2 separate regions of the Macaca mulatta genome follow, and region 2 is linked to region 1. Evidence: chromatin contacts called from public Hi-C data. All regions are on one chromosome and are shown on one strand. Each heading gives the region's core, a stretch centred on a gene start, on an enhancer-like site or on the middle of the called end of the contact. The rest is flanking DNA. Distances are from core to core; before and after follow the strand shown.

What was found. Hi-C and Micro-C count contacts between places; a contact is called where the count stands out from the background.
Region 2: a Hi-C map of fetal cortex germinal zone shows a contact between it and region 1, with 4 times the contacts expected there. The contact joins the promoter of BCL11B here to the promoter of VRK1 in region 1. A contact is called at or near these places in 2 of 14 Hi-C or Micro-C datasets (fetal cortex germinal zone and fetal cortical plate).

What each region holds. Positions count from the first base shown.
Region 1 is chr7:170,103,542-170,108,754 of T2T-MMU8v2.0, reverse strand. It overlaps VRK1 (VRK serine/threonine kinase 1), which reads right to left and starts at 2,849. Exons shown (of 13, transcript NM_001257676.1): 1 at 2,761-2,849.
Region 2 is chr7:172,591,244-172,596,456 of T2T-MMU8v2.0, reverse strand. BCL11B (BCL11 transcription factor B) reads left to right here and starts at 2,895. Exons shown (of 3, transcript XM_077941687.1): 1 at 2,895-3,944. The coding sequence starts at 3,887.

The DNA.
Region 1 (5,213 bases), core at 1,600-4,099:
TGCATCTTTATAATGGCAATGAGAAATAGATTCACAGGAATTTTGATCAAAGGAGCCAAACTTATCCTACAGTAAAATTACATCTTGGTTACAACACCTACCTAAATGTTTTATTAGGGTTCTATCACCCTTTTAAATTAATCTTGCACCTTTATTAAACATTTTCTACATTTTAACATTAATAGTACAGTTTTTCAAATGTGCTCTACACATTTATTGGATTATTCTGTGCTGGATGCTAGATAAAGTTTAAAAAAAAAAAACAAAACAGACACACATTAATTTAAAACAAAGAAAACTTGCTTTGGCAAAACACTACAATAGCAAGAACAGACTTTGCACCTAGCACAATTCCTTGCAAATAGGGGGCACGTGATCTCTGGTGAATAAATGAGTCCATTTCTTCTCCGAAAAATAACCCTGGCAAGCATGTAAAATATCCTACCAGTCTGAAAAATATTCTCCAGTCCTATTCAGTTACCAATCCATTCTCAGAACCCATCAAGAGCAATTTTCATGAAAGCCTCACTCACACGCACAAAGAGGGAGCATTTAATTCCCATTAGGCTCACTGCCTGATCTATGGAGATATAAGCATTTGCACATTTGCATAAATTCAGGAGACATCCTTCATTTGATATAAGGTAAATCTTAAAGCTTCGCTTCATTTCCAAATAAGTTTTATTTTTCAAATCAAAAATATTTTTAAAGTTTTATTTTTCAAATCATAATCCTAATCATAGTACATTATATCTTATTAGGGATGCTTTTAAGAAAAAAAAATATAGCTGTCAAAATTAAAATCTTGTTTTTTCATTTCTAGACATCTGGGACATTTCACTTATATATTTATTATTATTTCACATTAGTTCTCAAAGTTAAAAAAAAAAAAAAAGCTGGCCTATTTCCTTTAAGAAATTTAATTTTAGGGTCTGTCAACATTTTGAATGCATTACTGTTATTTTTAAAATATACACTTGCATACTGGAATAAAACTTAGCATAAGCTTTCCATATAACCATTTCCTGGGCACTTACTAACTTACTATATGCCAGGCTCTATGCTTAACACATTACTCCATTATCTCATTTGTTTAACAAATATCCTCTCATAATTTTTGCAGCACTGAGCATAACAAGAAGCCATTGCACTATAAAGCTGGTATTTGTACTAGATACCAGAACTAAATTGACAGTAACGCCTAACACAAGTTTATTGTTATTAAATTCAAGTTGTGTTACTGTATTAACACAGAATCTGATCAGCAATGTTGAGATGTAGAGAATACCATCTGTGGTAGCATCAACAGAGAAAGCTATTATTAAGTGACTAAGTTATATTCCTTTCTATAGGTAACAGATGAACATAATAATATCCACCCAGAAATGTAATTCCAATCACTACATGCCATTTTGAAGAACATAAACGTAACCTACATAAAGACTATATAAAGAACCCTTGCTTCCTTCTGAAAATGCTTCAAAATTCTAGATTAAATTCTCCCCCAAAGTATCATGCTCAGCATGTCATAAAGAAAGGTGCCTTTATTGCGAACTCTTGAAAATAAATGCTGCCCTACATTTTTTTTACTCTTTTGAATTTCAGATTCAACAGATGGGCAATTCCAATTTAAAAAAAAAAAAAGAAAAGAAAAGAAAAGAAAAACACACACACAGTAATTAATGAGGTTCTTCAACAGTTCCCTAAAACATCCTCCCAATAGCAAAACTGGTGTTTCCAAGTTGTTCCAAGAAAGGGACACAGAAGAGGGAAGGCAAGAGCCTATACAAAGGAAAACAAAAATGGGTGACTTGAAAGAAAGGACATCAGAAAAATGGGTGGCCTCAACAGGAACCTGTAGTGTCTGACTCCGCTGCTGTCTGTCGAATTTAATTCAATCACCTAAGAGTTTTGAGACGAGAACCAAAATACTATTTCGGTGGCAGGAAAAACTATGCGTTGCCCTTGAAAGGAGCTGCAACAGTAAAGGATGCCACCCTGCCAGGTAGGGACAGAACAGAGGAGGAACTGTCAAACGGGATACGAAAGTCCTTTGCAAAACCCACAAGCGGCTCTAACTGCCTTGCACCAGACAGACCCTCAAGTACAAGACCACGGGGCCTCCCCGCGACGTGACAGGGAAATAACGGGCGGCCTCGCGGTCCCCAGGCCTGGCTGCTATCCTCAGGGGTCAGCCTCTCTCTTCCCTCTCAGGTTTCAAGTCAAAGGTCACATCCTCTGAGATGACCTTCCGGATCACCTAACCTAAAGAGCCTCGCGCCCATTCCTCTAGCCCGCAACTGCCTGTCCCGTTTCTAAGAAAGCATGTCCGTATCCGCAAAGCATCGCAGCTGCGTGTGTTGTTTCCCTAGTAGACAGCGAGCTCCGCGGGGCAGGGGCCCCGCCTGACAGACCCAGCTTCCCGGCGACGCCCGAGGCGGCGTTTGCGAGCTCGGCCGCGACACCACGCGCGTCCAGAACGTGGAGCTCAGATGGGGGCCGGCCTGGCCAGTCCAGGAATCCCCGGGATCGCCAGCGGGGCCTGAGCGAGACAAGCAAAGAGTGAACGCCCGCGCAGGCGGAAGCCACGCGGCGGAGCGCGGTCCCGCGGGGCAGCCAGGGCTGACGGCGCCTTCCGCACCCCGGCGGACCCACAGACCGCCCGGAAGGCCCAGTGCCGGCCCAGCCCCCGGCCGCCCTCCTCCGCGCCCCCAGCTAGGCGCGCGAGTCCTCGAGCAGTGTCGCCTGCGGCCTCCCTACCCTAAGTCGCAGAGCCGTCACCTTCCGCCCAGTACGAACTTCCCGCCGCTTTCGCCGACTCGCAACTCGGCAGCGGCGCCGGCCCCTTGGCACCCTGCAGTATGGAGCCTTCCCATTGGCTCGGAGGCGACGGGAGGGGCGGGACGAGCGGGAACGCGGCGGGGCGGGACGGAGGCTACGCTAGCCCCGCGCCTCCCCGGGAATGCCGGGAGCTGTGGTCCAGCGCTCCCAAGGCATCCTGGGAGTTGGAGTCTCTTAGCGGCAAAGGGAGATCCCCGTCCTTCTGCTCCCTAGCATTCTAGGAAATATGGTTTACAGCCCTGTTCTTAGTAGCTTGATTTATTGTGTTGGCAGAGAGTTGGATGTAAAATAAGTTTCCTGTTTCTGTTAGGATTAAATGAAATAATCTATAGACAGTACTTTAAACTTAGTTGGTGCTCAATAAATAGCAGATAGTATTAGTATTATTCTGCCCAATCATTGACATGTGTCTAAATCCTACTGTTTTTCGAAGCCTATTTCAAAGCCTATCTCAATGTCTACCTAATCCTCTGCAGTGTTTCACCTGTAATCAACGTATGCCACAGTTTGCATTGTGTTTATTATACTCAGCTAAGTCTCCATCATCCATGAGACTGAAAGCTTATTGGGCACTGGGTCACTGTTCTAGGTCAAAATCACTGAAGTCACAGGCAGAGGGAGATTAACAATGAAGCCAATGAAGCGTAAGCTTCAGGACCTCACTTGCGCAGGTCCTTCAATGAGTTTACATAGCTTTTTGCTTTTTATTTGTCAATTTTACTTTTCTTTTTTTTTTTTTCTTAAGATAGAATCTCACTTTGTCACCCAGGCTGCAGTGCTTTGGCGCAATCTCCGTTCACTGCAGCCGCGACCCCCTGGGCTCAAGCAATCCTCCCACCTCAACCCCCCAAGTAGCTGGGATTACAGGCACAGGCCACCACTCCTGGCTAATTTTTGTATTTTTTGTAGACACAGGGTTTGACCATGTTGCCCAGGCTGGTCTTGCCCTCCTGAGCTCAAGCAATCCACCCCACCTCGGCCTCCCAAAGCACTAGAGTTACAGGCATGAGCCGCCACACCCAGCTGATTTTTCTTAAAGTAGATCCTCCAAAATTACGTGAACTTCAGTCCCTACAAAACCTGAAATCACTCTGTCCATTAGACAGTTCAGTATAGTGCCTGATGTCTTACATTTTCCCCTCCAGATACCCTCATCTGCGTATGCTCCAAATACTTCTCCTGCCTGCCCTCTGCCCCGGGAGGCTGACCTCTACAAATTGCTTCACGCTCCCAGGGCTCCCTGGGCTCCCTGGGCTCCCTGGCTTTAGGGTGTGCTCAGTGGAGAACCCCACAGAAGACTGGAGGAAAAAGAAAGGTCGGTTAGAGTAGGTTAGGCCCCTGGATCCTTACTGGCAAGGTCACCTCCAGTTGGCAGGTCCCTCAGCTGAAGGTCACTGCTCCCTGGCCCTCCCTCCAGTTTGCGGTAATAGCCCTTCCTTTGTGCCTCAGGTCTGGAAGTGATAACATCACGGCTGCTGCTGACCCACAAGTTACTGCTCCCTCTGTCGTGGTTCCTACCCCCAACACCATTGTAAATAGTCTCATTGCAAATAACCTTCCTCAGATTATCCTATTTTGAATTATGTCATCTGCTTCCTGTTGAGTCCCTAACAGAAACACATGGGCAAGGTGAACACTTGATAAAATTTGTCGGCAAAAAAGTCTCAAGATTTGCACATCTCATGGGTGTGGAATCCCCCAGCAAGACTCTGTGGCCAGGATCCACTGAGAGAAAGACACACACACCCACACACACACACATACAAACACATACATGCTAAGAAAACTTGGAACAGGACTTATCTGTCACAGTGTGACCGTATTCCCCTAACCTCACAATAGACATGTGAAGAAATGTCCCTGCTTCCACGCTGGGTTGACAATTGGCTGGCCTTAAAGCACAGTTAAATCAGCAACAGTGTAAGGTTAGAATGGAATGTATTTATTCTGGAGCTCTTGGCCCTGGCACCCTTCATCTGACGGCTCACTGTTAAACACTCCTTACGTGCAACCATGTTCCAAGGCAGTTGCCAGCACCTACAACATCATCCACACATGCTGAGATGTCTTCCCAGTGCAGAGCGTGGCAGGACACCAGTCCAAGCTGCTGTCACAGAAACAACACGTCTGAAATGCTGTAGATGGGGATACAACTCTCGAAGCTAGGAGACCCTCGATACATTTTTATGAGTTGATAGCTTGGTATCAAGATCAGGGTCATATATAAGATTGACCAGTGAGGACTTGCCATTGGTGGGCTTTAGAAATTAAGAATTGATGGCTCATGCCTGTAATCCCAGCACTTGGGGAGGCTGAGGCTGGCAGATCACGAGGTCAGGAGTTTGAGACCAACCTGGTCAACCTAGTGAAAC
Region 2 (5,213 bases), core at 1,646-4,145, 2.5 Mb before region 1:
GGTCGGCCACCCTCCTCCCGCCCCGCCTGCTGTCTGGGCATCTAGAGAGTGGGGAAACATTAGTACGGGGCCAGCTGCGGAAGCCAGGCAGGGTCGAGGGAGAGGTCAAGGTCGGCCGAGAGGCGGCTATTGATCCGGCTTGGAACGCGAGACAGGGAGCGCAGCAAGACTAAAGGGGGAGCTGTGAGACCAGACATTAACAGCTTTGCGCGCTGATGAGGCCCGTGCCAGACGGGCAGAGGGAAAAAGAGGAGACTGGAGTGGCAGCTGGGATCGCTCCCTGCCTGCGCCCGGCCGCCTCTTGGGAGAAGAGGAGGAGGAGGAGGAGGGGAAGGAGGGGGAGAAGGAGGAGGAGGGGGAGGAAGATGTGGAGGAAGCAGGGGAGGAGGAGAGCGAAGGGGCCAGCTCAAGGCTGGGCAGGGGCAGGGCAGCCTCTCCCCGGCTGCCGCGAGGCGGAGCGCGCCGGCGGGCGGCGGCGTGTCCGGCCCTGCGCCCTCCCGCCCGCGCGTCCCTCTTCCCGCCGTCGGGGCAGCGCGGGGCCAATGAGGAAGTGCTCTTCGGGTCGGTGGGGCCCTCGCCGGCCCACGCCCGCTACTTCCTGCTGGGGGTGGGGAGGGGGTGCCCCCTCCCCAGGCACGGTCCCTGACCGCACGCGGGGTGGTGGCTGCAACTGGGACTCCGAGAGCCCGCCTGCGGAGGGGCCCCCTTTTCCTGAGGGGTCCTCCCCATCCCTCCTTGCCACTGGCGGGGTCTCCCTTCCTTGTAATCAACCTGAGGGTCGCGTGTCGGGATTTCAAGTCCCGGATCGCCCGCGGCGCTGGGCTGCAGGCACGCTGCGATGTTTTGGGTCCAGACCTGTCCCTGATGCGCTGTGTGTCCTAGGGCAAAGTGCTCACCCTCTCTGGGCTTCACATCGCCAGTTCTCAGAAAGAGAGCGCGAGCTGATCTTTCAAATTTAGAGTCTGCGCGAGTAGGGATGGCCAGTTTATGAATGTCTTAATAAGTTTATTAAAGGTGGGTGAGGGCATATTTTTCTTACTTAAGCCACTTTCCTGGAAAGATTTTTGCAGTGAGAGGGATGGCAGAAGAGGGAGGCCCTTGTAGACTTTGGACCACGTGGAGGTGGGGTATTGGGAGTGGGCAGCCGGGTGCAGCCTGCCTGGCCAGGGCGAGGAGGTACAAGTCCGCGCCCCGCCCCCGGTCTCCGTCCGCTCGGCCTCGCGTCCGCCCACCCTGGAGCCCACAGTTTACAGAACTGCAAGCCAGGGCACATTTTATTGTTATATTTTTTAGGGTATGGGACTGGAAAGGATCTCTTTCCATTCTTGCTCACGGACGCTGGGCGCTGTTAAATTGTTGGTGCCATCGCCCCACCCAACACCTTCGGGACGAAAACAAAAACCCCCGTGTGCCCCCCGAGGAAAAGGCCCCGAGGGAGGCGGCGCCCCTGGAGGCGTCACGGCCTCGCTATGCGTCCGGGTGAAGCCGCCGGAGCCAGGCCTGGGGGCGGAGTGGGGTGGGTGCAGCTGGACTCGCCCGCGAAGCCCAGCGGGAGCCAGGCCCCGACCCGCCCTGGCCGCCTCCGGAGAAACCCTGAGAATGGAGAGGAGGCCAGCCGCGTGGCGCGCCCAGCCCTGGAGGCCAGGTCATCAAATTCACAAAGTTGGCCGCAGCCTGGGGAATAGGGGGTGTCCACGGGGGCCGTGGTCCGGCCTTGTCCCCGGGCCACAGACAGGCCCCACAACTCCTCTTGTCCTCGCCGGCTGGAGATCAAACGGCTGACAAGGCAGCTGCGTCCTTCCCAGTCTGACAGGCATTTTCAAGTCCTACCCTGGGCCGAGGAGCGCGGGGGGCGGGGTGTGACTTTCAGGTTGCTGTGATTGTCAGGGGCGCCTCCTGGAGTCACCCACCCGAGTATCTGCGGAGATCTGGCCACACCTACTCCTGGGCCGGCAAGTCCAAGTCCCTCTCCCACGTGGAGCGCCCGGGCCCCTTACCCTCTCGCTTGCCATAGACCCGGTTTAGGGGGTGGGGCCGTGTTTGACCCCTAGGAGTTAATGGGGGTAAGGTGAGGGGAGGGGACAGAGATTTGAGTGAAAATCCTTTTCCAAATGGGACTCAAACAAGGTCTCAAACACTTCTCAGCCCCTCACGTGTTCTTGATTCTGTTCTTTTAGTGTCGTTTATTTTGTCTTCCTCACCCTCCCAGAGTCTGTAATACCAGGATTTATATGGAGACACTTTTTGGAAGTTGAACTCCAACATCCACCACCCCGCCCCCGCCCGCGACCATAAAACAAAAGTAAAAACTTCCAAGCGACTTTTCCACGGAAACGAAGCAATTCTTACTGTCCCCCAACTCCCATGTCGACCCCAACCCTTTTCCACAGTCCACGCCCCCACCCCCAAAGTCCAAGTCCGAAAGAGCTTTTGGGCGGGTGGAGACTTGTATTGATTCAATTTAGTTCACTCACACAGTACCCCGGCCCCCTTCTCAGGGGGTCCTGCTCCCAGGAGGGAGGCGATATAAGGACGATTTTTCTTTTATTTTAAAATACGCTGCCCAGTGTCCCCCCCCCCCAACCCCCTCCTGCTTTTGCGCAGCCGGGGCTGGGGGGAGATGAGGAGCGCACAAAAACGCGGTTTGCACGTGTGTCCGGCTTGGGCTGCGGGTGTGCGCAACCGGCGACTGTGTGTGTGTATGTGAGTGTGTGCGCGCGCGCGAGTGTGTCTCTGTGTGTGCTTTCTTGTTCTCTTACAGGGTACAATGTTAAAAAGCCACCGCTAGTCGCCCCCAGTGCTCCGACTCTCTGGGTCTTTTTGTCTCTAGTGCAGATTAAACGTCACGTCCGCACTTGAACTTGAATTTTATCCCATTGTACAGAGGCAGCCCCAGCCATAGAGAGACCGAGAGCTCCCAGAGAACCCGGACTCCGCCATCTTCACGTTGCAATCTATAGCTCCCAGTCTGCGCCCGCACCGACCCAGGCGCACTGGGCGAGCCGCCCCTCCGCCCCGCTCCCCCCGGGCCCGCGGCGCCAGGGGAGCGCTGGGGAGCGCTCGCGGGGACTCGGCAGCCCCTCCGGCCGGCGCCAGCCTGCCAGGTGAACTGGGAAGGAGCCTCTCTTGGTGTCCCCCCAGAGCCTCGGAAGGGTCAGTCTCCGAGAAAAAAAAAACAAAAAACAAAAACAGGCAGCCCGCAGAAAAACCCAGAAACAACCGAACCGGGGCAGTTTTACATTGCTTTGGGTTTTTTGAGGGGGCGGGGTGAGGGGGTACGAGACAAGTCCCCAAGTTTTCTTTGCTTTTTTTTTCCTTTGCTTTTTCTTCTTCTTTTTTTTTTATTTGTTTGCATTTTTTTTCTTTTCCCCTCCTGGTAGAAGTGCGCTTTCCACCTACCAGACCCTGAAAGAAAGTGTCAGGAGCCGGTGCAAAATCCAGTTTAAGTTCAAGAAGACATTTGCAAGTGCAAGAGGCCAAGCAGTTTGAAGAAGTGTAAGAGATTTTTTTTCCTTCGAAAGAATATATTTTTAAAGAAACCAGCCAGTCCGCGGAAAGCAACAGCAGTTTTTTTTTTTTTTTTTTTGCCTCTTTTTCTTATTTTAGATCGAAAGGTTTTTCTTGCTTTTCTTCCCTTTTTTTTCTTTTTGCAAACAAAACAAAAAACAGCATAGAAGAAAGAGCAAAATAAAGAAGAAGAAGAGGAGGAAGAGAGGGCAAGAGAGGAAGGGAAAAAAAACACCAACCCGGGCAGAGGAGGAGGCGCGGCGGCGGCGGCGGCGGCGGCGGCAGCGGCGCGGCGGCAGCGGCAGCGACTCGGACCCCCTCCCCCGGCTCCCCCCATCAGTGCAGCTCTCCGGGCGATGCCAGAATAGATGCCGGGGCAATGTCCCGCCGCAAACAGGGCAACCCGCAGCACTTGTCCCAGAGGGAGCTCATCACCCGTAAGTGTCTGCGGAGTGCGCGCGAGGGGCCGGAGATGGGGCTCCGGGCGCCTGGGGCTGGGGACACGGAGCCCGGAACAGCCGAGCCGGGCCAGGCGCCGGGGCCGCCCGCTGGCTGGCAGAGTCAACGGCGTCGGCCTGCAGCATGGCGGGGGGCGGGGGCCATAGGAAAGTTTCTTTGCAGCCGGGGGAGTTGGGGCGCCGAGCAGCCGGACGCGCCTCGGGCTCGGGGGCCTGCGAGGGGGCGTGCAGGCTAGAGGAGTGTGTGTGTGCGCGCCGAGCCCGGCTGGACGCTCGCCCCTCCGAGCGGCGTGTGTGGCGGCGGCGGCGCTGGTGGCGGGGTTTGGAGAGGAGGGGGAGGGAGCTGGGGGAGCGGAGGGGGAGGGGGGAGCCGGGAAGTGGGGAAAAGTTGGCGAGCGCGTGGGTCCGTGCTGACGGCGCGGGCGGAGGAGAGCGGGGTGCGCTCGGGCTGGGGGAGCCGTAGGGCCAGGGGCGGCCGCCGGCTCCGGGTTCCCGGTCCCTGCGCCCGGCCCAGCAGGGTGCCGGCCACGCCGGTCCTAGGATTCCGCAGCCGCCTTTCTCTCCCCTCCTCCTGCTATTTGCAAAATAATCCAGCTGCGCGGCTGTTTGCAGGGCTCAAGCCCCCCTCCCCACCCCCCATTTCCCCACCTCCGTCTGTCTCCTGGGATGATCTTGTCTTCTTTCCCCCACTTCAAAAAAGGTGGGGGGATTGGGGTTGGTGAAAAATCCCCGCCACGAGAAGAAAAAAAAAAAAAAAAGGTTGTCAGTTAGGAGTGGGAAGAGAGTGATGCACTCGTAAAATAGTAAAAGAAAAAAAAGAAATAAAAGGAGACCCATCAATCTCGTATCCATCTTTCTATCTCAGTATCTTTCATCTTTCCTCTCTAAATAAACAAGGCAGGTCGCAGTGGAAATCCACCGGCTGAAATCGTGTAGATTTCAAGCATGTGGCTGGGCGGGCAAAGTCAGGCAGCGGGGCAAGACAAGCAGCAGCTTCCACCGTCCCTGTTGGGTTTATTCAGCAGAGGGGAAAAGCGAGCGCGAGCGGGCCAGGTACGGTGTTTGCAGGGGAGCCCGCTCCGGGTCCCCGCACACTTGCACCGGGAAGGTGGCATCGCCGCGCTGCCCGCCCGCCGCAGCCCGCGGGGCCGCTTCTTCGCTGCGCGCGAACATTTCCCCGCCGTTCTTTCTCTCGCGGTGCCTGGGTCGCCGTTCCTTTTTTTTTTTTTTTATTGCATTAAAAATAAA